5 separate regions of the Mus musculus genome follow, and regions 1, 2, 3 and 5 are each linked to region 4. The links are chromatin contacts, called in public HiChIP or PLAC-seq and promoter capture Hi-C maps. All regions are on one chromosome and are shown on one strand. Each heading gives the region's core, a stretch centred on a gene start, on an enhancer-like site or on the middle of the called end of the contact. The rest is flanking DNA. Distances are from core to core; before and after follow the strand shown. Region 1 overlaps Elmo2 (engulfment and cell motility 2). Region 2 holds the start of Cdh22 (cadherin 22). Region 3 holds the start of Wfdc6b (WAP four-disulfide core domain 6B). Region 4 holds the start of Slc12a5 (solute carrier family 12, member 5). Region 5 holds the start of Wfdc9 (WAP four-disulfide core domain 9).

Region 1 (5,211 bases), core at 685-3,184, 330 kb after region 4:
TGATGGATCTGGTTTACGCCCACCAAGTGGCCACAGCCAAGGCAAGCCAAAGGCCCTCATCTCTTTGTGTCTGCCACTCCAGGGCTGTCACTATGGAGGGGGAGTTGCCAGGGCGGAGAAGACACTTCGGTACTTACGGTGAAGCCCAGCATTTTATAGTCCTTGGTATACATGGCCTTGCGCTTTTCAGTCCCACTCCCGGGGACGTTGCTGGGGTCAGACTCTGCGTCGAAGGCAATCCTCCTCAGTTCAAATATAATGTCTCTCTGAGCCTGGGAGGGAGAACGCAGTAGGCAGGGCGATCAGCTCCCAAGAGAAGCAGGGAAGAGAGAGAGCAGGGCACGTGCTCCCAAGCCAGTCTCCAGGGATGGACCAGCGGGAGGATGGAAGGACAGAAGAGGCCTTTGTCCCAAGTCCTCGGGAGATGTGGCCCACACCAGTTTTGAGGAGACCACTTCACACAGCATTCTCAGCACACACTGTAGGCGGAAAGACCACAGCCATGAAGAAACAGCACAGCTTATACCAGGATGGCCCCCAGCACCTGCCTGGTCATTGGGATCCATCTTGGTCATCATTCTTTCTTCCAGAAGGTTAAAGGTCAAGACCTGAAGGACATACAGCTGATGGGCCATCTCTGTTTTGATTGGACGATTCCCTCTGATCACATGCTAGAGAAAGAAAGGCAGAAGGAGGCACAGACTCAGTGCACTGTCTTTCCTAAAGTGCCGTGTGTGTGTGTGTGTGTGTGTGTGTGTGTGTGTGTGTGTGTGTGTGTGTGTGTGTGTTAAGTACACTGGACAGGGATCTTTTCCTTCCAGTCATGGTGCCTGCATGTTCTTGAGTGGAAGGGGGCTAGACTCGGCCAGAGTAGGTTCACACAGGCCTTCCTCTCCACTCTTGGGCAGGGGAAGTGGAACAGAGAATGACGGTTCAACCTCGGACACCAGAGGTGGGGGCGGGAGGGGGCCCAGAGAGAGAGGGGGTCAGGGAGAGAGCAGGCCAGCAGAGCTAAACCCAGCCAGGCTTGCCCCTCACAGGACTAAAGCCAAAGCACCAGCGAGCACGTGGAAAAGGGCCACTGCTAGACAGGCTCGAGGCTAGGCCACCCTAAGTGACATGGAGCCACCTATAAGGAAGGCCACTGGCTTTCCTAGGCACCCTCACACGCCCTCCCCATCCTTTCCTTTCCTGTCACCCCATGTCAGCCCCTGCCTGTCCTTTAGCCATCCCCTTATCCTCCCAATGCTAGCTCAGCAAATCCCTCTGACCTGGCGCCCCAGCCTCCCTCATCTTCTCACCTTCTGACTGTTTCTCTCTCTCCCTGGCTACCTTGGCTAATCACTTTGGGTGTCTTACGTGGGTCTCCAACCTGTCCTTAACCCCACAACAGCCTGCTTTTCCTCCTGGCTTCCTGGACTTCCCAACCTACGTGTCGTGAATCCTGTCACCTGGGGTTCCTGTGCAGCTTCTGCCATGTCCCTACCCGTGTCCTTCAGGTCTTACTCAGTAGCCCTGACTCTAGAACCTCCCTGGACAGTGTAGCAGCCGCTAGTCACTTGTGGGCATTTGTGTGCCTAACATGGCCAGGGCCGGCAGCACAGCACTGAGTGCTACATCTCTGCAGAGCTCCCCGGAGTTGGCCCGTCCACCCCTGCCTTGCCTCGAGACCAGCCTTTTGTCAACCTGTGCCATACAAGTTGATGATCCTAGGCTCACATGGCTGGTAGATACTAGCCAGGTCTAAACTACAGTACGTGCTGTCTACAACACACCAGTCCTGGGAGCCTTAGTGTGAAGTGAGAAGGCTGACTGTGTCCCTGATGCGCCATGAATCAATCTGTTGCATACTGAAATGTCTTTGTATCATGGGTTACATTTCCTGGCCGTCAACCTTCATTTCCCTATTCCTTTAGCCCTGCTGATGGACCATCTCTAAGCCCATGCATGCCAGATCTGAGTTGTACTTCCCCACCAACCCTACCCTACCTAGGCCTCACCCTCAGCTTGGCCCTCGGGCTTTCTGCTCATCTCTGCTGCCCAGTACAGTTCCCAAAGCTGCACACAGGATGAATCCCACTGAAATTATCACCCACTCAGGCCCCCAGTCTTTCCAGGAAGCGTCCTCTCTGGACAGAACTTCCGCAAGCTGAACACGCACAGAGCCTGCCCTGCCCAGCTGCCCTCAGAACAGAACTGAGGTGGCTCCTGCACCCCAGCTCCTGCTGACATCCGCATGCCCTCTCTACCTCTCCAGCATGTCTCTTGCTAGTTCAAAATCAGGGGCCCTCTTCAGCCCCCACACTCCTGTCCTTCTCCTGTGCTCTCACAGCCTGGGGCTTGGCCTCCTGCTGGCCTCCATTACAGCTCATCCTCCACCTTGCTCCAAACCCCTGTCAACTGCTCTCTACCCCCTCCACCCACTGCTCTGAAAGTCCACCTCTAGTCCTTCCTCCTCACGGCTCACAAGATGGCTATGTAGAAAGGGAAGCGGCAGTGGCTCCTGGGTTTTGCTCACGGTTCTCAGGCGAGGGGGAGGAAGTGTTCTACCAGCCATGGCTGCAGCTCTCTGGCTTCATTAGACAGCATATGTAGGCACTGCCTGCCAAGTCAGTTAAGGCCCGAGGCTCAGCTGTCTACTCGGTGGGACCCTCTTCTCATCCATCAAGCTAAGCCTCAAACTCAGATTTTTCCCAGAAATGCCTCCCCGTGCCCACATGTAGAGCGGGTACCTAAGCAGCAGTTCTGGAGTTCCCACAGCATGGGCACTCCCCATTCCACATCTGTTGGAAGGAAGCAGGGTTGCAGTGACTTGGGGATCAAGTCACTCAAGGTAAAGCCATCGGACTCTGCAGGTTTGCTTAGAGTTTTCTTCTAGAGCTCTGTTACCATATACATGCACAAACACAAATGTACACACACACACACACACACACACACACTTGCTGCCCACAGCTGCCATGCACGCTGTCAGGCATGGTCTATGTATTAGCTCCTTCAGTCTTCACACTCAGCTAAGCAAAATCAAAGCCCAGGGACACAGGGTCAACTGCTCAGGATCAAGGCAGACTGGAAAACGGCCAAAGCCACTGTCAGCGTCGAATCTTTCACGCTTGACTCTGATGTTCTGTCTATTACCTTCACTGCTGTCTCTGGATTTTCCTCTGTTTTTGACAACTAATAAACTCTTTTCCTTTTGGGTTTGGCTCCTGTCCTCACTCCACTCGCTGCCTTCACACAACCCCTACCATCGCTACAGTAATAAGAGTGAAGAAGACCTTTCCAGACTCCTCTCGAGCCCTCCAGCAAGTACTCTAGAGTCCAGCTGTACCTGTGCCGCAGCCTGACCCTCCCAGGGCTGTGCTGGGAGGGAGGGAGACTAAGGTCTAAGCTGGTGTCTTGCCTGGGTGCCTAATACTTGAGAAGCAGCCAGCTTCTGGAAAGGCTTCTTGACTTTCCCTGCAAAGCAGATCTCCCTGGTCCTGCCCTCCCTCTCCTGGCCAGAGCTGTGCTGGGCCCCACCTTCCCCAGCAGAGCACAAGGCTTCAGGAGCTCTGCGTGCTCCAGGTCTCAGCCCACTCAGCTGGTTTAACAGGTCTATATTGTAACAGGCAGTGGAGAAGGCCTTCCCCTTCTCCCTGGAGGGGCTGCAATCTCTTGGGGACCATGGGGGATGGCTTCCCAGATGCAGCTTGGCTCAGAGGAGTCCAAAAAAAAGCTCAGTATTCCGAAGTGAAGTGCCCGGCGTCTGTTAGTAAGCCCCCTCCCCCACCCCCAGTGGTGACAGTCACAGCCCGGCATCCTAGGGATGGTGAGGACCACCAGCAGCAGGAAGAAGCATTAACAAAAGGCAGTCACTGGGAACTCACGTTCAGGATTATGGACCGAAGGTGCTTCTGTGCAAAGGCATTGGCCATGTCCTAGGGAGGGAAACCAACACACGTAAGGCAAGGCAGGTGGCATCTGTGACTGCTGTCAGGGGAAAGGTCCTCACAGCTCGAATGCGCTCCTTTCAAATGAACGGTGAAGAAATCCACTGACCATCAAATGTGTTTTACTCTAAAACTTTCCCTGCTTTTTTCATGAATGCAAATGAACTCAGTTTCCCTTCCTCGGGGCACAATAACGCCTCGTGTCTTCATGAGACTTGGATTGCTTGAGGACAAGACACATGTGTTACAAGCATGCTGGTGACAGACACTGCACGCAGAGCACACGGCAGGACATGCACCACTCCAGGCAGATGGCCACAGCTGAAGAACCCTGGGCAGCAGACTGGGCTGTGAGACGGGGGTATGGTTGCTCAGACCTCACTGCGAGAGTCACGTGTTGTGGGCCTTTGGGTAACATTTCACATCAGATTCACCTGTCCATCATATTTGGCTCAAACTTCAACAGCAACATTTTAGTTATTAAGTATCCAGGAAATAAAGTATTCTAGTAATACTTGAGTCCTCCACAGAGATCTAAGGGTCCCATCAGCACCATTTTGACCATCTTTTAAAAAGACACAAGAAGGAATGCAGTGGTTATCATTCAAGCCTTTTCCAAGCCTGCTGGGGGTCGCTCTGCAGTGACACTCGCTCTGAGGGGCTGTTAAATTTCACCCATATCAGGATGTTTCTAATTTTCTGACAACTTTTCTCAATTTTTTCAGTCCGTTCCTTCTGATGTCAGCAACCTGTCTTAATGATGTTAGTTACAGTGACAACTCCCTTCTAAGACACTGCCTTCAGTCACCTTTATTGATGGCGGTGAATTAGTGGGTCTGGGTGGGTGGGGTGGCTGCTGTCCAGTGACCTCTCTCCTATATTTCTAAACCTCTGTCGATGTTATAGATGCCTGGCCAAGAGCATCCAGGTTTATTGTTCACCCCTGAGCATATTTTGGCTAGAAGAGGAAGATGGTGCCTGGATACTTCCCAGATACCAGATGGGACTAAACCCTGGGTGGACAAGTCTCAGATAGGCACCTGCCAGCAGAAGCTGAGATGTGAAAGCCTGTGGTGAGCTTCTCCTTGGTGCTGGGGTGGGGAGCAACACACTCCTGCATGTCCTCACAAGGTGGCCTTCTCCAGTGTCCCCCTAACTAAGAATAAACACCCAAATCCTTCGTGATCTTAAAAGTTCATGTGAATGTGTGTTTTGACTCTGTGTATGTGTGTGTGTGTGTGTGTGTGTGTGTGTGTGTGTGTGTGTTACCTGAGAGAGC
Region 2 (5,000 bases), core at 125-2,624, 270 kb after region 4:
AACAATCAAGACTCTGGCCAAGTTGAGCACTCCTGCTGGTTCTGGGACCCAGGGAGCTCATCAGATGGAACGCACACCCTCCGACCAACGCCGCCGCCGACTAGGAAGGGTAGGAGAGAAAGCAGGGGGCTCCTAGCAGCGCGAGCCGGACAAGCCTTCAACCGGCCGGGCCCCGCAGGCTTCAGCCGTCGCTGCTGTGCCCGCCAGCAGGGGGTGCCTCTGCGGCTTGGGGAGACCTCGGGGGACTCCAGCCTCTCTCTGCGCTCCGCCCGCTGCACCCTACAGGGTCGTCTCCAGCAGCACCCAAGCTGGGGCAGGGACCCGACCAGGCCACAGCGGAAGTGGCGAAGTCAGGTCCCGAGCCAAGGGAGACGTGGTTAGGGATAGTGTCTATCGAGGGTCCCGCAGCCTGTACGCCCTCACAGTCGCAAGGTCCACGCCTCCCGGTTCCGCACCCCGGCCTCCGGAGGGTCAGTCCCGAGTGGCGCGTGCTTTGGACGTGAGCCTGTGAAGCCCGGTCCTTCTCCGTGGTGGGGACAGAGTCCCCGGAGTCGTGTGCGGATGAAGAGGGTAGAGCTACCTCTCAATCTCCACCGGCCATCCGACGGCCGAAGGGAGCAGGGGGTCACGTCGGCAGGGCCACAAGGGTCCTCATAGCCTGTCCAGCTCACCCCACCCAGGGGTGGCCGCAGCCGCGCGTGTCGCCGCGGCTCGACCCGCACACGCACCCGCGCGGCGCACACGCTCCCGCCGCGCCGATCGCCGGGCCTCCGGGAGGGGCTGCGAGCCGAGCCGGGGCGGCGCGGGGTGGGCGGCGGGAATGCCGGGGTCCCGGCCCGTACAGAGGCTGGATTCTCCATCTCCCCACCCCTCCCCGCACTCCGGCCCTACACCCCTGGCGCAGACACCCCCTTCCTCCCCGGCCTCGGGGGCATCCTGGAGCTCAGGACACAGGGACCGCGACTCCCGGGCCGGGAGGTGGCCGGGCTGGGCTCCGCGCCGGGGAAAGTTTGGACGTGGGAAAGTCCCTGTCTCCCCGCCGGGGAGGGGGCGCGGGATGGGCGCGCTTCAGCTGTTGCCCCGGAGCCCGCGCCGCGCCGCGCCCGCCTCTCCCCGGCCCGTGCACCCTCCCGGCCCGCAGCCTTCCCCAGCGGCGATCGGTTGTCCTCCCGCGGGTGCCGCGCGCTCTTACCTTGGGGAGCGGCCGGACTGCACCCTGGTCCGCGCCTTGGGACGCCAGCAAGCGGCAGGATCACAGCCAGGTCCGGCTCTGGCGTCCGCTCGGAGGAGCCGAGGGAGAGCGGGAGCGAGAGGGGGAGCCGCGGCGGCGAGTGCGCGCGTGTGTGGAGGAGCGAGAGAGCGAGGGAGTGTGCGTGTCTGACTAGGGGGGAAGTGTGCAAGGGACGGATCCCTTCCTTCCTCCCGCAGCCTCTGGTGGAGACTCGGAGAATGCAGCGCCCGCCGGGCAGGAGCGCCGAGCAGCGCCGAGCCGCAGGCGGCCGCCGGGCCGGACCCCGCAGCCAGCCGGGGAGCCCGGCCCCCGCCCCGACCGCACCCCTCCCTCGCCTGCGGGGCCCGGAGGCTCCGTCTCCCCCGTCGCCGGCAGCGGGAAAGCCCCCGGGGGAGTGCTCCTTCTCCTCCTCCCAGCCCAGATCCGCGCGAAGGGAGCGCCCCCAGGAGGGGAGCGGGCTCCCTCCTTGCCTGGCGGTTCAGCTGCCCCGAGGCACCCGTGGCAGACTAGACCCTGTCCCCACCACTCCCCTGGCCAGACTTCGCTGCATCTAGCCCCCCTTCCCCCACACACTATGAAAGCCCGGCTTCAAAAGAAGGGGGTGCAAGCGAAGGTAGAGGCGGGCTTCTCAAGTGGCCACCCCTGGCTGGCTGCCCAGAAAGGCCCTTTGCACAGACCGAGGCTTCAGAGACAATCACTGAACATTGAGGTGGACAGAGCCCCTGCCCCGGGGCTGGGAGTCTGCTGGCAGGTGGAAGGTCAGTTGTCCTGGGAAGAGAGCCACGCTGGTCATTCCTCTTTAGGAGCGAGCTCTGGAAGTCCTGTGCCTCCAGCCAGAATAAAAGAGTAGGCAAACAAGACAGTCCAGCCTAAACTTCGTGCCCTCTAGCATGAGGCTAATAAAATCCACCCCCACCCCCCACTGTCCAGAAACGCTTGCAAAGCCAGATTTTCCGTTCTTGCTCAAATTCAGCTAGCCCAATGCCCGATGTCTTTTCTGCCTAGACTGTTTCCTTTTTCTTAGCTGCATGGGTGCCAGCCAGGTGACTGAAGTGACCGTGCAGCTGTATGTCTTTGCCATCTGCCCCTAACCAAGCATCCTGGCCTGCAAAACAGACGCTGAGTTAAAGAGGTGACAACGCCCTCCCTCCGAGACCCTGATTCCTGATGGTCCCTAGGGACCCATACTCCAGCTCGCCCTGGCCTGCTCACCACCGGGAGCTCTAATTTCCACTCTCCCACTCCTCCCTAGTGACTGGTGTCTCCTCTGGGTGGTTGCATTTCTAGTCCTTCCAGCTGAACTCCATCACTCTTATTTATTTTGAGATTTATTCTCCACCTCGACAGCCGGTTCCCTCCCTTAAGTCCTTCTTCTCTCGGTTCATTCCCTTCATTGATCTCCCAAGCGTTGCTTTTGTGCAGTCTCCTGGTCTTTTTCCTCCCCAACCTCTCTATTCTTAGCCTCTACTCTTTCATGCTTTCAGAGACCAGAGGCTGGCCTTCCAGATGCATCTCCACACTTTCTGCTTTCTCCCTCTCTCCCCGACTCACTTTTTGCAGCTGTGGATCCTTCTTTTCTGTCCCTGCCCCAGGCCTGGCTGTGTGCTGACCCCTCAGGACTCTGACCTAATTACAGGGCCATAGGTTGTTTGGGCCTGGGCTGTGATAGCCTCCACATTTGCCTGCACACAGTGGGGTAAGCCACAAAGTCTCTTCTCCCCAGAACTCCATTAGAGCCTTACCTTTTACTCTCCCAACATCTCACCTTCCCCTTTAGGTTGCCTCCTACCCTTATCCAAAAACCTCCTCTCGGCGGCCTCACGTCCTGGGTTCTGGGAGCACTTGAGATTCACCATCGTCAGAACTGCTGTGATTTTGCTTGTATGCAGATCGGTCCTATTTTACAGACGAGGAAACATTTTGGAATATCAGGAATACACAGGCAAAGTGGTGAGAGTGGATTAGTTAGTACATCCTGCCTGGGTTCTCTGCTCTGGAAGAGGGTAAGCCAGGGCTCTTCTGACTGTAGCAGTAGGTGGCAAGAACAGGAAGAGATCCCATGAAAATCTTGGGGTGTCATAGAGGTCTCTTTCCCAGCATTGACTCAGATCAGATGACACCAATGTAACAACAGCAGCTAGTAAGCCCTGTACTACCTATTAATTTTTATGTAGATTATTTCATTTGATTGACACAGCAGACAACCTACAAATTTATAGACAGGGAGGCTGGGGCACTGAGAAACGTGAAACTTGCAGAAAGTCACAGTGCACATGGAATAGTGGCGATAGTGGGGATTTTGATCCTCCTCAGGCCTCTGAGCTGAAGGGACAGGGACTGTTGCTTCCAGGCAAGCAACAGGCCTAGGACATCCCAGGTTTCTTTATGCTATAGTATGTATGAGGTGAGCATACAAGGAGAGTATCGCTCTTGCTCTTCCAGGGTCTGGATGAAGTCATGGAGGACTTGGGGGAGGGGTGTGGCTGGGGATTATTCTGGGAGGAACTTGTGAGATTCCATCAGAAGAGCCAGCGGGGTTTGGTACATTATGGCCTTTGGAGTAGTCATCTGCACCCCTGGCTTTGCCCTCTCTTGAACACAGGTTCCCTTCACCTCCACCGCATGACATTTGGACCCATAATCCTTTGTCACCGTGCCGTCCTGTGCATGGCAGTCTGCCTAGCAGCGTCTCTAATATCTGCTCACTAAATCCTGTGGCACCACCCCCTTCTTCTAGTTGTGACAACTATAAAAGCTGCCAAATGTCCCCTGAAGGGCAAAGTCAGCTCTAGTTGACCATCAGGGCTTCAGTATTAGGGCCTGAACAGTGGGGTCTGTTCCAACATAGTGTGCCTCCGAACAGGTGTCACAGGGGTGTGTGTGTGTGTGTTTATATGTGTGCTTATATGTATGTATATGTGTGTTTATATGTGTATTTTTGTGTTTATATGCATGTTTATGTGTATGCATATGTGTTTATATGTATGTATATGTGTGTATCTATGTGTGTATATGTGTATGTATATTTATATGTTTGTACATATGTTTATATGTATGTCTTGTATGTTTATGTATGTGTCTGTGTGTGTATATATGCGTTTTTTTGTTTGTTTGTTTGTTTTTTTAGATAGGGTTTCTCTGTATAGCCCTGGCTATCCTGGAACTCACTTTGTAGACCAGGCTGGCCTCAAACTCAGAAATCCGCCTGCCTCTGCCTCCTAAGTGCTGGGATTAAAGGCGTGCACCACCACCACCCGGCATGTGTGTGTATTTATGTGTGTGTTCATGTTTACATGTGTGTCTGTGTATACATGTGTGTGTGCTCATGTGTGTATGTTCATGTTTGTGTGTGTGTCTGTGTGTATATGTGTGTGTGCTCATGTGTGTGTGTGTGTTTGTGCTTTCGGGTCCAGGCTCTTCCTCTCCCCATTTCTTCCTCTCCATCTCTGACTGCAGACCCCACAGGGTCTTACCTGCCTCTCTGCTCCCCCCACCGACAGCCCCCATGGCTTTCTGTCATCCTGCTTGTCCCTGTGTCTGTCTGTTGCCTCGACACACACATTTTTGTCTGCTCTTCTCTGCCGCCCTCCATGCTGTCTCTGTCTCCTCCTCCCCAGCAGCCTTTCAGGGAACTCTCTGATGCTTTCTGAATGTGAGTCCTCACTTGTCCTTTCTACCTGGCCCCACCCCCACCCGCCCCAATCTGTGTCTTTGGCTGTCTTCTCTTCTCTGACCCATCCTTCCTGCTCCCCCTCTCTGTGTCTGTCTG
Region 3 (5,775 bases), core at 2,884-5,383, 350 kb before region 4:
TTCCCTAGGCAAATCATTTCAGAAGCAGTGAGAAGGAGGAGAGGGAAGGAAGGATGTCCTCATGCAGTATATGCCGGGATGGATCCTCCTGGAGCGTTTCAGAGCCCATGGAGCTATGGCCACGCCCTGGAGCGTCTCCCCTGGTCCTCTGACCCTATGACAATCTACAGAAGCTGCCACCCCCTTCTCCACCTTTAAAAGAACCCTGATGTCCTATGGGCCCCAAAGACAGCAGCACCTGGATTCTTCAGAAATTGGAATGTTAACCCCAAAGCAGTAACTGTGATTTTTGGCCCTCTCTTGCTCACGTACACCTACAGCATAAGTTGGATCCTCAGTTTTCCTCTTCCAGTAAATGGGCAAACACAGCTAGCTTAGCGGCCTTGTTGTGGGAATGTGGATATAACAGTGTGAAAATTTGATCCATCATTATAGAGTCAAGATAGCATGGCACAAAGCTGGAGTTTGGAGTTGGACTGTTTTCCTGGGTTTGCTGTGTTATCAGCTGTGTGGTCTCATCTCAATCATTTAGCTTCACTGAAACCTCCATTTTTTTCTTATTACAAACAAAACAAAACAACCAATAACACCTATGCCCGACAGGAAAATTGATCAAACGTAGACTGATTAGACATGCCCCAGTACACACTTGTTAGAGAGCAAGTAGAAACAGTGAATACCAACAGAAAATACCTTCTCCATTAGCTCAACTTCCCCAGTCAGACTGTGAGGTTCCTCAGAAGGCCAAGGCTGGTCGCTTAAGCTAGTCTTTTGGTTTAAAATTTAACTTGTCTATCAATCTAGTTTAGAGAATTAATTGATCAGATTAGCCTCTAGCCAGTCATTAAAAAGGAGAGTTCCCGAGATAAGCATGATGGGAAAACACAGATCAGATCTATCTACAGTTCTCCCAAACATACTAGAGGCTATTCAATTGTAGTTCCAGCCCATGTCTACTCCATGGAACATAGTTATATTACTATGGAACATATATTACGATGCATACAGGGAATGTGGACATATTACAATAATTTATCATTTACTTAACGAGTCATCCTGTGTGGTTTTTAGGGTGGGGGCAGATTTACCCCAGAATGAGTCTATTTTAAGTGGAAGCATGTACTTGCCAAGATGCCGTAAGACTGGATTGGAGAGGTAAGACAGCAGATCCGAGACCCTTGAGTGCTCTTCCAGAGGATTTGGGTTTGATTCCCAGCAACCACGAAGCTGCTTACACTCATCTATAACTCCAGTCCCTGGAGATATGAACCTCTCTTCCGGACTCTTCTGGTATCAGGCGTGCATGTTGTATACAGACATTCATGTAGGAAAATCACTCATACACATACGGTTTTTAAAATAAGAAATTAAAAGATGCTGTTTGTTAGAGGCAAAGGGATGCTTCTGAAGAGTTGCCTGGTATATTTTACAGAACTAGGACAAACCAGAGTGCCCAGATAGAAAGGTGTCCTAAGACATGATGCAAGCTAGGCTGGGGTGTAGCTCGGTGGACAGAGTTAGTATGCAGGAAGCTCCGGGACTAATCCCCAGCCCCGAATAAACCTGATGTGATGATCTCTCATCCCAGCACCCAGGAACTGAAGGTAGGAGGATCAGGAATCCAGGTCTCAAAGAACAAAACAATGATATGAGAGGTGAATGACATGAGTGGATAGCAGGTGACCCTGCCAGCCTCAGTGCAGCAAGGGTGGGGTAGAAGACCCCAGAGGTCCTGCCTAGGGACCACTAAGATAACCACGTGTGCTGTGGAGAGATGGGAGACAACAAGATGAAGAATGGTAAGCATTGAAGAGAGACGGAACTGGAAACTTGAGGGTGGCAAGGAGCAGCTTGGTGTGAGCAGCCTGTGCCTTTAGCTGTCCAGCCTAGAATTGAGATTCCGAGTGTCTGCTGGCAGTGGTGGCGCACGCCTTTAGTCCCAGCACTCGGGAGGCAGAGGCAGGCAGATTTCTGAGTTCGAGGCCAGCCTGGTCTACAGAGTGAGTTCCAGGACAACCAGGGCTACACAGAGAAACCCAGTTTCGAAAAACAAAAACAAACAAATTCCTAGTAACAAAATGTGTCTGGAAGGCCACCCATGAATTTGCCTTTTAAGTCCTGTAGTCAGTGATACATTGTCATTTGGTTTTCAGTGCTTGGAATGATGTTGCTCTTCGTGGCTTCAATTAGATTTAGTTCGCTTGTTTTTTTTTTTTTCTTAGCTCTTAACATCTGCTTTCATTTTTTTTTTTTTAACGCAACCTAGCTCTCCCCTTTGGAACATCGTACACATTGCCCTTTTCATTTTAACTTTTACTGGGCAAATGATAGTTGTACATTTTTATGGGGTAGAATGAAATATGAGATGGGTACATTGCGGGCCAATTTGAGGTAGCTAAGATATCATTGTTAGTCTCTTAGCAACTCTGAAATCTGCAGCACATGTTATTAACTGGGCTCCTCATGATACACAAAGATATAACCATGCGTCCGTGGGGAGCAGACGTGGAGGAGTGGAGTTGGAAGAGAGGAGAGCTAAGTCCAGATCTTCAGAACCCATAGAATGCTGGACAAAGTAATGCATGCATCTATAAGGCCAGTGTTCCTACAGTGAGATAGGAGACAGAGACAAATTTCCTGGAAGCTGATGGGCGAGCTACCCTGGAATACACGCTACAGAAGCAAAGTACAAGGAGACCGCCTCAAGCAAGGAAAAGAAGAGGAAAAAACAAACAACCTCGGAAATTACCTTCTGGTCCCCCCACCCCCAGCCCTCTCCACACACATACTTTACTGTATGACTCCATACAGAAGAAATGTCCAGGGCAGAAGTCAGGCATGGTAGCTCAGGCCTGTGATCACATCCTCAGGAGGCAGGAGGATTACATATCCAAGGCCAGTTGGGGCACGGTAGTAATGGTCTCTCTTAAAAGTTTAAGAAAGGAAAGAGAGGGCTAGGGATGTAACTCAGAGGTGGAGCGTGTGTGTGAGGCGCCGGACTGAAGACTCACCACAGGCAAAGACAGGAACCGCAGGAAGCCCTACAAGATGGGAAGCAGTCTCAGGGGCTGGAGTGGGTTGCAGCCGGCTAGCGAGTGATTGCTCATGAGACAGGGTTTACAGCTGGAGAGATTAAAAACATTTCAGAACCAGCAGATAGGACACACAATCTCATGAGTATCACAAGGGCTTGAAATTGTTGACCTGAAAATGGTCGGTTTTATCTGATGGACGTTTAGCACGGTTTGTCAAAGCAGACGCTGTGGGACTGTCTCTTGCAGTTGTAGATGGGTGCATCAAGTGCATGTGGCTGCTGCCAGCGGTCCCTGCCTCAGTTTACCCCTGCATGGCTCACATTGTGCCCACACTGCATTCGCTCCTTCACTAAAGCTTCAGTATTTAAGTTGAGGGAATATTCCAGAGCAATCAGAGAACTACTTTTAGTCCCTCCTGCAGCTGACTGAGTCATTGTTTCTTGTGGTCCCCGCTAACCTGCACTTGGGACAGAGGCTCTCAGCTTCCCTTGTTCTCCTGCCTTAGAGGTGCCATCTCCTGGCCTGATGCTCACCAGGAATGGTGGCTTCCTGTCCACCTGACAGAATTTACTCTTGGGTGGTGACTAAAGATGATGTCTGAGCCAAAGACAAGAGAGGGAACATCCACAGGGGGCTGAGGGGAAGGAGGAAGAGACCTAGGCAGAGAGACATTGTAAGGAGACAAAGGAGACACAGGGTCAAAGCCACAGATAATTAGCCCAGAGATGAGGAGAATCAGCGGCCAGGACAGTATGCAGCTCAACTGATCGTTGCTTGCCCAGCATGCGTGAAGAGCTGATTCCACCCCCAGCCCCACACTCACTGGGTGAGGTGATGCAGACCTGCGATCCCAGTCCTGCGGAGGTGGATGCAGACGGATCAGTAACTTCTACTACATAGCAAGTTTGAGGCCAGCCTGGGAGAGGTCAAATCCTGTCTCAAGGAAAAGAGAAGGATGGAGAGAGGGAAGGGAACCGCCAGCAGAGGCCCTGACCAGCATGCCAGATCCCTTTCCCCACAGTCTGCACTGCGGGTACAGCGAGTCCACTGACGGCCTCTGGGGAGGGAACGTGCTGGCTCCTGTCCAGAGATGCTTCCTGGGCTGTTGGGGCAGCAGAGGCCGGAGCCACTGACAAACTCCTCCTGGTTTAATGCCTCCAAACAGGCTACTGCTTCCTAAAATGAGACTCTGGGGACTTCTGCCATTCCTGGTCCCCTTCATCCTCCTGTGGAGCATCCAGGAACCTGCGCTGGCAGAGGGGGTCTTTATAAGTAAGTACTGGGTCCAGTTCTTAAGAAACTTGATGGGGTTAGAGAACAAAACACACTGCAGGTGACAGTGTCTCCCTCACCTCAGCCCCTGGCCCTGGTGGGTGATGTTTGGAGTCAGTGTTTCCCCATATCCTGGGAAGATGGCCTGGCTGGACACAGCTCTTTGGTCTGTGGTGGTTAACTCCCCACCATTATAAAGAATGCTTCCTGGAAGTGCTGGGGCTAGTGTGCATTAAATGGACCTGGGGATTAACTAGCCAAAGGGATTTCCACTGAAGGCCCAGCCTCTTCCTAGCACCACCCCCATCAGCTCCCAAACCTGCCCACTGCAGCTCCCCAAAGCTTTCCTGTGTCACAGAGGACCTTCCCTGGGTGCTAAAGTGCAGCCCCCAGGAGTCCCTTAGCGTGATGATGCACGGAGATTCTGAGCACTGAAGGCAGTGGTGGAAAGTGGATGCTTAGGAGGTCACATGACAGGTGTGAATTCTGAGACCACTCCTCGGGAGCTGTGTGGCTCTGCATGGAGCCTCCCCGTGCTCTGTGTGTGCAACACTGTCCAGGCCCACTCATAATTGTGTAGTGAGGAGTGAGGAGTGAGGAGAACGGCCAAGTGCCCCGGAAGTACTTCATCAGTATGACCCACTGTTCATTTAACCCCGGGACCTTGCTTGACCAAGGCTTTCCAAACTCTGTCACAGTAACCTTCAAAACAACAATCTGGGCAAACAGTGAGAGCAACAGGGGCCAACCAAGGACAAAGCTCAGGATAGTTCTAAAGGGCTGGGTCTCTCTCTGGAAAATCTTATATAGAGAAGGTCCTGAGATTGGATGCTGAGTTATTACAGATGAAGATGTGGCCAGTGTTGTGAAAACCCTGAGCTGCTGAGGGTTGCCTCCTCCTAGTGACAGGTGAGGGACAAACAAGCTTCCTGAACTCTGCAGGCGTGCCCTGGGACTGGGAAGGGAGAACAGTGTTTCCTTCAACCCCTCACAGGACCACGTCTTCTCCTCCCATAGGAACATGTCCAAAGTATAATAAAATAAAGTGTGACTTTGAAGAAAGAAACCAGTGTTTACGACACAGAGAGTGTCCAGGGGAGGAAAGGTGCTGCCTGTTCGCCTGTGGGAGGAAATGCCTGGACCTCAGCGAAGGTACCTGTCTCATCCCTGTTCCCGCCCTTCTGATCTGGCACTGCCGGGTCTTCTGGGTCACTAGGGTTTTGTGTGTGACCCAGATTCTCATGGTGTTGAGTGATGTCACTGCTGGGCAGGAGAGTGTCCTTTTTCATTTTTCTTCAAGTATTTGAATCAAACAATATCGACTTTTCTTTTAAAAATGATTATTTTCTGTGTAAATATGTTTTGCCTGAGTGAATACAGCAGGTACCCCATCCATACAGTTCCCATGGAGGAGAGAAGAGGGCAGCAGATCCTCTGAAATTGGTAATACAAATGGTTGTGAGCTGCC
Region 4 (5,633 bases), core at 3,064-5,563:
AAGGAAGGTTGATGGTGACCTCCTGGGACAGAAGTAGAAATGGGACAAAGTCTTGCATCTCTGAGCCAAGCCCATATCCTTTCACTTACACCCCCTGCTTTGACTTTTCAGGGGAGCCTGGACAATGGAAAGGAACCCTGGGGCTGGCCAGGCTCACAGAAATTGGGGTGTGCCTTTATGGAGGAGGGATGAAGCAAGACCGTAAGATGGGCTCCACATGCTCTGGGCCAAGCTCTATGGTATCATCTCAGACACACTGCTTTCTCTCCCTGGGCCTCAGTTTACCTGTCTGTAGCATAGAGTAGAAAGAGTCCTTCCTCCAATAATAGTAGTGATGGTGAGTTTGTGGTGGTAGTCCCACCTGTAATCCCAGGTGCCTAAGGCAGTCCAGCCCTTGGTAATAAAGACCCTGGTTCCAAGTCCAACCAAACCAAACCCTCCAAGCAGACAACAGAAAAATCAAGGGAGAGGTTTGGGTGATCTTTAAGGGTGGGGCTCCCTAGGACTCAGATCTCATGTTTCAGTCTCTCTATCTGTAAATTGGGAAGAATGATGGTGTGTGTGTGTGTGTGTGTGTGTGTGTGTGTGTGTGTGTGTGTGTGTGTGTGAGAGAGAGAGAGAGAGAGAGGTGCTGGATACCTCTGCCCAATTGGTTTCTTCAGTTTCAATCAAGACTCAGAACCTCACTGCCCACCTCAGCCCAAGGTGAGCCCTAGGAATCTCCATGACAACAAACTGGTTATGAACAGGGCTGCAGTTGCCATGGCGACAGGTCTCTCTCTCTCTCTCTCTCTCTCTCTCTCTCTCTCTCTCTCTCTCTCTCTCTCCTCTCTCTCTCCCTTCCCCCTCCCTCTATTTCACATCCCCCTCTCTCCCCTCCTCTCTTCTCAATGAACCAGAGCTATCTGCAGGCCCCAGCTTTCCCAGACGGGGTGAGGGGAGGGCTCAGTTACTCGAGAAGGGGTCCAGATTGGGAAATTGGGAAGATAGGCTGAGTCTGCAGGGGAATAGGGGGCTGTTGGGGTGCTGTTGCCATGGTGACGGGGCTGCAGCCTGTTAATTAAGCCCCCGGTTGCCACGGAGACGGTGGTGGTTGACGTGCTCTGCGGCAAGCCCTGTGTGTGTGGGGTGTGCTATGCACTGGACTCAACTCACTGCTGGGATCTGGGTCTGGAGGAGAGAGCATGGAGGAAGGGTGGAGAGAGGTCTTGGGTGGAGCCTTAGCTCTGTGACAGGAGGTGGGTAGGTCATGGGGTAATAAGAATGGGGAGTGAGGGAGCTGAATTGGAATACTCTGCCTGTGGAAACAAGATGCAGATGGGTCTTCAGCTTAGTGGCAAGGGCCTGCCTAGGGGTTAGGTACTGGATTCTAGTCTCCATTTGTAACTCAGCCTCCCATTCCATTCCATTTCTAGACTCCAATTTCACCATAAGTGGTAAATGGAAAAAAATAATTTATGAAGTCCTTTCTAGCACCCCAGTCCTCCTGCAGGGAGGCAGCTTCACTGAGCTTCTGAGAGACACAAGGTGGGAGGGCGTATGAATTTTAGAGACTCTGAATTCAAAAATAGGACCCTGCTTGGCTGTCCCTTAAGCTGTTCTATCCAGTTTTCCTCTGCTGCTCCATCTTCCTAGGGCTTTGGGTCCCTCCTCACCCCCTGCATAGGGAGGGGGGCTGAGTGGTGGTCTTGTTCCTGGGCCTCAGAGTGGAAAGCCACTTCTTATTGGCCAAGGCTGGCTGAGTAGGAGGTGCTTACAATGAGTTTTCTCTTTTCTGAAGACCTCATTAGGAAGGTGAGGGAGGTGACCCAGCCTCCTTGAGTGGCATCAGTTGAAGGGCTTAGGGTCTTCCTTTGGGACTCTACCCTTGCTTGGTCTGTACGTCCCAGAAAGACCTACTCACTTTGCAGTGTTCTGTCTGGCTTGGCACTCATGTGTAGACCATGCTAGCTTCAAACTTGTCTTGAGAGCCCTGCTTGCAACTCCTAATAGGTGTGCACCCCTACCCTCAGCTAGGTACCCCCAAATACTTTTGTGGTATTGGGGATTGAACATGGAGCCTTGTGCATATTAGACAAGCTCTCACCCACAGAGCTATGGTCTTAATCTAAGACTCATAGAAGACAGGAAGGAATCTCTCCTTTATTTTATGGATGCAGATGCTGAAGACCAGAGAGAGGGACTAGATTTTGACCAGGAATAAGCAGAATTCTGCAGCAGAGGAGAGGATAGAACCCGTATTTCCCACATCTTGAGTGGCCTTCCAGGTCAGAGCTCTAGTGAGGATTGGCAGTGAGGCAGTCACTCTGGCCTTCATCTGTTTCTCACGTCCCCACGGATAGGTTTACTCCCAGGGTGATCAGAGAAGCAATGGCACCAGGACCAGAGATGAAGAAGCATGCCCTAATGGTCCTCGCCTCCACAAATCTGCTCAGACAAACGTACCTCACATTTTGCCCTTTAACACTTCTCTACAGAATAATACAGATTGGTGTGTGTGTGAGAGAGAGAGACACGTATAACTGACTGACTCTGGGACAGCCAAGGGTATCAAGTACTTACACCTTCTTAAATTGTTTTTGTTATTGTGTATGTGTGCAAATGACTTGCAAGAGTCAGTTCTCATCTTTAATGGTATGGGTCCTAAGGTCTGAACTTGGCTTGTCAGGTTTGGTTGTGTCTTATTACTGAGCTAACACTATCTGCCAAATGCTCACATCTTGTCTGAATGTTAATTCTCCATCGTAACAGATTATCTGGGTGTCCTCAAAACCAAACGGCGTAGGCACCTTGTTGGCAAATCCCTTAGAAGCACCTTTGAGTCCATCGAAGAAGACCCCACTGTTGGCTTAGTCTGAAACCACTGACAGATTCCATAGAGCCAGCTTGTCTGCCGACTCTGTCCAAGGTCCTGAAAATGCCTGCCTATTAAGAGTATCTCGCAGACACGGGAGGCTTACTGCTCCAGCCAAGGGGTCGCCTCTAGTCCTGCATTTTTCTAACCTGGGCACAGAAGGGGAAAAGCCCATCCCAGACTCAAACTCTGCTGATTTTTTTCCCCTGGAGCAGAGAATCAGAGGCAGCTGGTAGTGTAGATATGATTGTATTCTTGTCTCTTTCATTGGAGGCAAGATCAATTTAAAAAGAGGTTCTATTGAGAAGAGACCTAAGTTGGAGTAAATAGAAATGGGTTCTAGACTGAATTCTGCTACTCATTGGCTTTGTGTGCCTAGGCAGTCATTTTCTCTCTTGGGTGCTTAGTTTTTTTGTTTTTGTTTTTTTCATTTACGAAATGAAAGCTATACGTTAGATAAGATGAACAGTTCTGTCCTACAATTCTCCAGGGATTTTTGAGGACTCAAGCTGGGAACCAGGGTGACTGTATAGCTATTTCCTCTTTCCATTGCTAGTATGTTTAGATCTAGATGCAAAGGGTCTAAACCTCAAATGTCACTTTCTGAAGCATCTCCACCATTGGCCCAAGTCTGGCTTCGGGGTCCCAGGGTAATCAAGCTCCTGGGGGGGGTGCTGGTTTCAGAAGAGGAGGACAGGAGAGCATGTCCGGCCTGGAAGCCTCAGAAAGCAATCCTGGATTAGAGGATTAGACATTCCCGCCCCAGGAGAAAATCTGGTCCCCAACCGGCAGGTGGCCTCATTCTCCCCTTCCCCCACTCAGTTCCTGGCCAGCTTGGGGCCAGCATACCCTCCCTAGAGGCTGCACCATCTCGGGTGGGAAGGAAGTGCTACAGGACCCCAGTGCTCCCTGTTCCTCGCTGCATTTCATCCATAGATCATTCCACAGGAGAAATCCCCTTGTCTGTGGTGTGGACTCCAGGGTCTTGTCTTGGGGTTAGGATTCTGAGACTCCAACCAGCCCGAGCACCATGAGAGAGTTCTCTACAACTCCTCTAGTGGCAGCCACCGATTTAAAAACAGAATGGGCCAAACAGACCCATTGACCTGAGTCCCCTCGGGGCAGCACAGTGCCCCATTGATGGGGGCCTAGGCCCCATCTTTCTCCTAGGCTTCAGGCGCTAGGACACCGATCTGGGAAAAGGTCTGGTTCTCTTTCCTCCAGGCCTTACCTCACCAGTTTGGTAGACAGCTCCCTGGGGCCCTTACATTCCACAGCGCCCGCCCCTGCCACCTCAGTCCCCCACATCTTTCTCTCAGGGGTCACCGCAGACCCTCAGTCAGGCAGCCGCTGCGGGGCCGCCTCCCCACGGCCGCGACCTAGTTCCCTGCCGTTATTTTTAGGGCGCGGGATGGCACCTGCCCACGTGCCGGGCCCCGCCTGCGCCAGAGTGGGGGGGGGGGCTGCGTCTGCTCTAGGGAAGCGAGGGCCGCGTCCCCCGCAGCATCCCCTCCATACCACCCGCGCAAGCCCCCAGTTTTCCCGTGAGGGGGCCACCGGAGCTCTCTGCCCGCCTCTCTGCCCTTCCCTCCCTCCCTCCGGTCCCCCCCTCCAAAGAAAACCCGCCAGTGGCTCACGCCTCCTGCATACGGGATGAGGTGAGCAGCGCCGCTACTGAGAGGGGGCGCGCGCGGGTGTGAGCGTGTGTCCGTGTGCGAGTGTGTGTGCGCCGGGCGGGCGGGCACTGCAGCTTCTTCCTCCGTGGAGCGGAGAGCAAGCGAGAGAGCTCGAGCAAGCGAGCGAGCGGAGAAGGCGGGCAGAGGGGCGCGGGCGAAGCGGCGCAGCCATCCCGAGCCCGGCGCCGCGCAGCCACCATGCTCAACAACCTGACGGACTGCGAGGACGGCGATGGGGGAGCCAACCCCGGTAAGCAGTGGTCCGGGGGCGGCGGGGGAGGGGGCAGCGAGGAGGAGGAGGAGAAGGAGGAGAAGGAGAAGGAGGAGGGCAGCTTCGGAGTGGGGGGCAGAGCCGGGGCCGCCTCCTGCAGAGAACAGCCTGGGGCTGACCGGGGCGGCGGATGCCGGAGGCTGCAGGGAGGCTAGCTCCATTGGAATGCGCTAGGCGCTGTCCACGGTTCTGGAATGCGCCGCGCTCCGAGGCAGATTCGGAACTGGGGGTTGGAATGATCCACGGCCTGGGGGCAGACTTGGATTAGCTAAACCGGAGAGGCCGTGGGAAGGGGATGAAATAGCTAGAACAGGGCTGACGTGCTGTTCGACGTGCAGGAGGGAGGCTCCTTTCCCGGAGAGGGGACCGGGGCGTCCTGGCGCAGAGCAGGGACCAGCAGCTTCTAGGGGCGCAGTCTGCTGCAGTTCCTCGCTTTGAGTTTCCAGCTAAAAGGTGGGGGGGGGGGGTTGTGATGGCTCTGGGGTTTGGAGGCATATGATAGCTCTCGTCTGGGCTGCAGTGTCTCCTTAAGGGGACACTTGGTGCAACCAGAACCCCCTCCCCCAAGGCTTCCTGAAGTCCTTATCTCAACCTGAAGCTACCACTTCTGTGGGTTTTTCTGGTCTACTTTGCCGATTTCCTCTTCCTCTCGGTTCTCCGTGGGTTCCTATTCAGGACAGGAAGCAAGATCCTATTCTTCGCTCTTTTCCCCCCTTCTCTTGGTACCCTAGGGCGACAGTGTGGTTTTCAGGGCGGGGCAGGGGGGGAAGTCTTTATAGTTAGCTCTCTTAGCTATCCTGGTGAAGCCTCAGAAACGGGGTCTTAGTGGCTG
Region 5 (5,131 bases), core at 1,719-4,218, 310 kb before region 4:
TTTAGAAGACATTTCTTACTCTAAGAAGAAAACAAATCCTTAGTCTATATGATTTTTAAAATACAAAGAGGAAACAGAGACATATCAATAATTCCTCTATCTGATAACCACCAACCAGTATGTGTGTATTCTTTTACATTGTTCTCATCATTTTATGAAATTGGAAAATCAGGCATCCCGATATTTCACTTAGAAACATATGTAACATGTTAAGGCTCAGTAATGTGTGTGTAGGGGGCTACAAAAGCAGAAGTAGTTTTTGGTTTTTGATTTTTTAAAAAATATACCACTACACAGTGTTTCAGTCACTTCTGCGTGTGTTCCCTGGGGATGCCACTGTGTTAGCTAAATCGACAGGTCCTTACACTCTGCCCCACCTTCTGTTTGTTTCGGTTTTTTGTTTTCTAAAGATGCCATTGTGCACTGTTAAGTTTCCACACTCTAACGCTTTGCGCTACCATTTCTTTCTTGTTCAGTTAGCATCTTGGTATCGTGCTAATGAGCATGCGCCGCTCTGGGTAATGTGTAGAAGGTAGACCTGGTTGAGCTCCTGTCCTCACCATTGGACAGAAACAGTGATCTATTATCACCCATCTCAGAGTGTTCGTCAGACACACAAGACTGTTTGAATTAATTGGATCAAAGGCAAGTGTCAGATTTCAGTGATTTCAGAATTCAGTAGCCATGTGTAAGTTAGAGCCACTTCACAGACAGCTCACAGGACACGTCCATAGTTATAAAAAACTTTTACTGACCAATGCTTATCGACCTGCGTCTACCAAAAGGTCTCTTCAGGAAAGCAAGTGTAATGCCAGAGATCGTTAAAGGTGAAGTCTCAGGGCTGAAGATGAAGGATGACCAGGGGTTAAGGGCACACATTTCTCTTTCAGAAGACCTTAGTTCAATTCCCAGCATCCATGGGAAGTGGTTCACAACCTCCTGTAACTCTGGCTCCAGGAGGTCTGACGCCCTCTTCTGGTTTGAGGGCACCTAAATTCATATGCATGAGCTCAGCCCTACACTCATATACACTTAATCAGGAAATAAAACAAAAATCTTTTGAGGAATAAAAGTAAAATTATCCCAGACCTGTATACACACACTCATGTACACACACATATACACACTCATGTACACACTCATGCACACACTCATGTACACACACATATACACACTCATGCACACACATATACACACTCATGTACACACTCATGCACACACATACACAGAAGTTATAAACAATCATGTTTGTCAGCTTCTACTCTTTGCCAGCTTATGTGTGGGCGTTTTACCTGCCTATATGTCTGATACTTGCAGAAGCCGAAAGACAGTGATCTTACTTTAACACCTTAGCCAGCCCCCTGAAAGGTTCTCTGGATCCTGGTGATGCCCAATGCCCTTCCGTTGCACACTGCTGGTATTCTTAACCATCCCAGAGAAGGGGAGCAAGGACACCCCCAACCCATATCACAAGGATGATGCTGACACAACTCCAGGCACAAATTACCTAAGCCAGCCGTAAAACTCATGCTTTACACTCCCTTGTCTACAGGTGACAGCAGACTGACAGCTCTTTTGTCCAAATTTGGAACGGAGCACAAAAGAACAAAACAAAAAACAAAACAAAAAAAAAAAACAGAGTTAGGGTTGACTTTTGTGGTAGCAGAGTTTTGGGCTCAGTTCAGGAGCTACGTGTCAGCTCACAGACTATTTCTTTGGCACTCTCTCAAGTGAAAGCACTGGGCTGTGTTGATGTAGCCGGCACCTCTGTGTGGGCTGGGGACACTGTGTGTCTTCCACAGCTTTATCTCTGATCCAGAACTCCTCGGCCACTGGGTACAGAGTCTTTCTGAATCATCCAAGCTCACCTACAGGAAGGGAGTCAAAGGCACCTGCCTCTGTTGGTAGTGATGTTTTTTGAGAAATGGTCTCACCATGTAGCCCAGGTTTGACAGCCCTCTTGCCTCAGCCTCCTGCACGTTAGAACTGCAGGATCGTCTTCGGCTTTGGGTCATGCATCCTCTTTTACTTCGCATCCTGCTCAGTGTTGGTTCTCCTTTGATGGGCCAAGTACAAGCTAACACAAACGCTCTCCAGGTTTCACAGAGGTAAAGAAACTGGATAGGGAAGGTGTTTATAAAAGCTAAATGGCCCTCTAGCAAACAAGGAAGGAAACAGAGGGATCAACCCTACAGTCGGGATCTTGCCACAGAATCGTTGCTTGGTGGATGGAGAAATGTGTTCACCAAATGCCTGAGAGAAGGACAGTAGGAGCTGGAGAGGTGACACAGGGGTAAGAGAGACTGCTGGGCAAACGTGGGACCTGAGTTCAGATTCCAGCACTCACATTTAAAAAAAACCCTAGCAGTGCCACATAGACCTGTAGCCCCAGTGTTAAAGGCAGATGGGAAAAGGGAGCATTAGCCACATAGGCAGGATGAAAAATGGCAATCTCCAAGTTCAGTGAAAGACTCTATCTCAAGGGGATGAGGTAGGGAGTGACAGAGAAGGGTACCCAATGTCCTCTTCTGTTACACACACACACACACACACACACACACAGATACACACACACAGATACACACACATACAGATACACACACACACACAGATACACACACACACACACACACACACAAAGAGGTCTAGCACTCTCAAAGAGCAGACTCCTCTCAACTTGGCCTACAGGATTACAGGTGTGTGTGTGTGTGTGTGTGTGTGTGTGTGTGTGTGTGTACACTGGTGCTCTGCACAGTATATGCTAAGACTGCACACACTTGGCCAAGGAGGACGAACCGTACAAAGACAGAGCTCGGGGTTTGGAAGCCCCAGTGTGACAGTGTGGGAACACACTGAGGGGAAACTGATGAGGAGGAAAATGGTACCTGCTGTGGTTTGTAGTCTGTTCCCCAAAGGTTCCTGTGCTGGAGCCGTGGTCCCCAGAGTAACAATAGTAAGAGGGATATAACCTTTAAGAGGTGGGGCCAAGCCGGAGATATGTAGGTCCTCTGGTATGCAGAGATGGGGGTGTGGGGCATGAAGGTGGGCATATTGGGGACTGAGAATTCAGAGGCAGTGGGTGGAGAAGGTTGAGAACGGATAGGATCAATACACATTATACACAGGTATGAGGTTGTCAGAGGATAAAGAAAAGATATTTTAAAAAGCCAGGAACAAAATTTCAGAGTCTTTACGGTGCTGCGGATGGATCTGGATGTGCAGACTGTAACCATCTCCTGGGCACTCCTCAATCCCTGCTCATCCCTTCCTTGCCTGCTGCCCACAGCCCCACCTTGCTCAGCCTTGAGCATCTTGCAGAACATCGTGAATTAGGACATACATGATGGTGTGTGTGTGACATAAGTGAAATCACTGACGGAAAGGCATCTTGGGAGACGGTTACAGGATTAAATAAAAAGGGCAGAAGATGGGTCTGAGCCAAAACGAGACTCTGTGTGGCGTGCCCGGGGAAACTGAGATAATAGCGAACCAGGATCGAGGCTGGAAAGGCGGCTCGGTGGTAATGAGCACCTGCTATTCTCGCAGAGGACGGGGGTTCAGTTCCCAACTGTGGATAATGCTAGTTCCAGGGGATCTGATGTCCTGGTGTCACGTGTGGCGAGCACGCGCGCGCGCGCACACACACACACACACAGACACACACAGAGTAAATCTTTTTAAAAATGAGTCTATTTTATGGACACTAGAGGTAAACATCAGAATTCCTCACCAACCCTAAGACTCACAGCTTCAGCTCCAGACAGCCCGGCAGGACCCTGAGAGCCTTCTGTTTCTACCAACAATCCCGGCTCTGGCTCACAGACATTTGCCTCCAGGTCAGCTTTATCTGCAAACACTTTACTCAATCTCCTGAGCCCTAAACTATATATATCGTGAGGAAATTATGTTAGCGCGAAGAGGGGGCTGAAAGAGATCTCGTTTATGAGAAAAGCCACAGAGAAAAAGGGCAAGGGGCAAGAAAAGGGGAAGAAACAGGACGGCTACTGCTCTGCCCTGATTTGGCCAGCAGAGGCAGTAGAGAGGCCCCGTCCTGCTGTGGGAAAGTCTGCCATCCAGACTAGATCTGAGCTCACCGCCTGGGTCGCAGTTATGCTGTCCAGGAATCTGCTGCTCTTCCTTGGTGTGCTGTTGCTGCTTTCCCTAGCCGACGGAGGGGTCCAGCGAAGGCAGAGATATGAAGGTAGGTGGTTGGATGAGTAGGGTTTGTGGGTAGCTGGCAAGGAGCAACTGAGAACAGACCCAGAAGGGATACGACTGCATACTCTGCTCCGCAGTACTGTCCTGACTCTGGGTGACCACGGCCCCTCAGCTATGGTTCCGGACACAGTGATAAGGTGCACAGTGAACGTGCGATTCTCACCCTTTGTTCCAAAGATTCAGAAACAAACGGTGATGGAAGGGGCCCCATGGTTGAAAATCCAGGGGGCAAACTTTCGTACTTGGGAGGGCTTAAACTCTCAGAGGTGTTCAGTGGGGAAGAGGGGTGTAGAAATGGGCATAGGTGCAGAAACCAAAACATTGATCATGAAAGAGGTAGGGATGGAGTTGCCACCTGGGGTGGGGGGTGGGGGTGGGTAAAAAGTAAATGATGAAGAGGACAGAACACTTCACTAGACAGCAAGACAGCAGAGGAAACAGAGAGGCTGGAGGCCGATTTGTTAGCCTCACGGACCCTGAGAATTCTAAGGAGCTGAAAGGGTCCGTGAACTACCTCCGGTTTCTATGAGCCGGGTAAGAATACACATTTCACAGAGATGGCGCCATTGCGGCTCTTTCTACTAGGAGAGATTGGTCGTGGGTGTAGGTATGAGGAAGAGGAAGAGGGGACCCAGACACGAATAGCTATAGGGAGGTGGTGAGATTATCACGGGGCATGAGATTTAAAACACAACTGATCAGCAGGACTGAGCACAAACAGAAAAGTTGCCTGGGAAAATGCAGGCACAGCGGGAGTGTTCAGCACACTGCTGGAACTTTAAGCTCAAGAGGGATTCTCTCCAGGCAGCCACTCTGCTCACCTACCTGACCGTCCCCCTTTTTGTAGCACCAGTTCACACTGAGATCAAGGAGTGTGAGGGGAAGCCCAAACGGTATCTGTGCAGCCGCCATT

What was found. HiChIP or PLAC-seq counts read pairs in DNA pulled down with a chosen protein or histone mark. Capture Hi-C pulls out chosen DNA fragments and counts their contacts.
Region 1: a contact with region 4 is called in an H3K4me3 HiChIP or PLAC-seq map of forebrain, with 4 times the contacts expected there. The contact joins the enhancer-like site here to the promoter of Slc12a5 in region 4. A contact is called at or near these places in 5 of 39 promoter capture datasets (the C10 cell line, HPC-7-derived erythroid cells, embryonic stem cells and 2 more), 1 of 15 datasets of contacts at CTCF or cohesin (large pre-B cells), 1 of 484 Hi-C or Micro-C datasets (cortical neurons), 10 of 115 datasets of contacts at active chromatin or transcription factors (embryonic basal ganglia, embryonic forebrain, embryonic hindbrain and 4 more) and 4 of 9 other capture datasets (adipose tissue, liver, macrophages and 1 more).
Region 2: a contact with region 4 is called in an H3K4me3 HiChIP or PLAC-seq map of embryonic stem cells, with 51 read pairs. The contact joins the promoter of Cdh22 here to the promoter of Slc12a5 in region 4. A contact is called at or near these places in 3 of 39 promoter capture datasets (cranial neural crest, embryonic stem cells and maxillary cranial neural crest), 1 of 15 datasets of contacts at CTCF or cohesin (stem cell-derived epiblast-like cells), 32 of 484 Hi-C or Micro-C datasets (the N1E-115 cell line, bone marrow-derived macrophages, brain and 10 more), 11 of 115 datasets of contacts at active chromatin or transcription factors (embryonic hindbrain, embryonic midbrain, embryonic stem cells and 3 more) and 1 of 9 other capture datasets (embryonic stem cells).
Region 3: a promoter capture Hi-C map of pancreatic islet shows a contact between it and region 4. The contact joins the promoter of Wfdc6b here to the promoter of Slc12a5 in region 4. A contact is called at or near these places in 1 of 39 promoter capture datasets (liver) and 1 of 9 other capture datasets (pancreatic islet).
Region 5: an H3K27ac HiChIP or PLAC-seq map of embryonic stem cells shows a contact between it and region 4, with 2.3 times the contacts expected there. The contact joins the promoter of Wfdc9 here to the promoter of Slc12a5 in region 4. A contact is called at or near these places in 1 of 115 datasets of contacts at active chromatin or transcription factors (embryonic stem cells) and 1 of 9 other capture datasets (adipose tissue).

What each region holds. Positions count from the first base shown.
Region 1 is chr2:165,298,072-165,303,282 of GRCm38.p6, forward strand. Elmo2 (engulfment and cell motility 2) reads right to left here. Exons shown (of 21, transcript NM_080287.2): 10 at 3,870-3,920; 11 at 549-671; 12 at 138-272. Among named protein-coding and RNA genes, the nearest start is that of Slc35c2, 13 kb to the left of the region's middle. Within about 2 kb of position 1,935, at least 25 of the 459 cell types and tissues checked have an H3K27ac peak or open chromatin away from gene starts, as enhancers often do. A contact at or near this core is called in forebrain, where this site is marked.
Region 2 is chr2:165,233,363-165,238,362 of GRCm38.p6, forward strand. Cdh22 (cadherin 22) reads right to left here and starts at 1,375. Exons shown (of 12, transcript NM_174988.3): 1 at 1,193-1,375.
Region 3 is chr2:164,609,567-164,615,341 of GRCm38.p6, forward strand. Wfdc6b (WAP four-disulfide core domain 6B) reads left to right here and starts at 4,134. Exons shown (of 4, transcript NM_001012725.2): 1 at 4,134-4,307; 2 at 5,325-5,459. The coding sequence starts at 4,187. It overlaps Wfdc8 (WAP four-disulfide core domain 8), which reads right to left and starts at 4,060. Exons shown (of 8, transcript NM_001080550.2): 1 at 3,859-4,060.
Region 4 is chr2:164,963,675-164,969,307 of GRCm38.p6, forward strand. Slc12a5 (solute carrier family 12, member 5) reads left to right here and starts at 4,314. Exons shown (of 26, transcript NM_020333.2): 1 at 4,314-4,780. The coding sequence starts at 4,729.
Region 5 is chr2:164,651,998-164,657,128 of GRCm38.p6, forward strand. Wfdc9 (WAP four-disulfide core domain 9) reads right to left here and starts at 2,969. Exons shown (of 4, transcript NM_001160414.1): 1 at 2,886-2,969. Wfdc10 (WAP four-disulfide core domain 10) reads left to right here and starts at 4,049. Exons shown (of 2, transcript NM_001039501.2): 1 at 4,049-4,201; 2 at 5,066-5,131. The coding sequence starts at 4,111.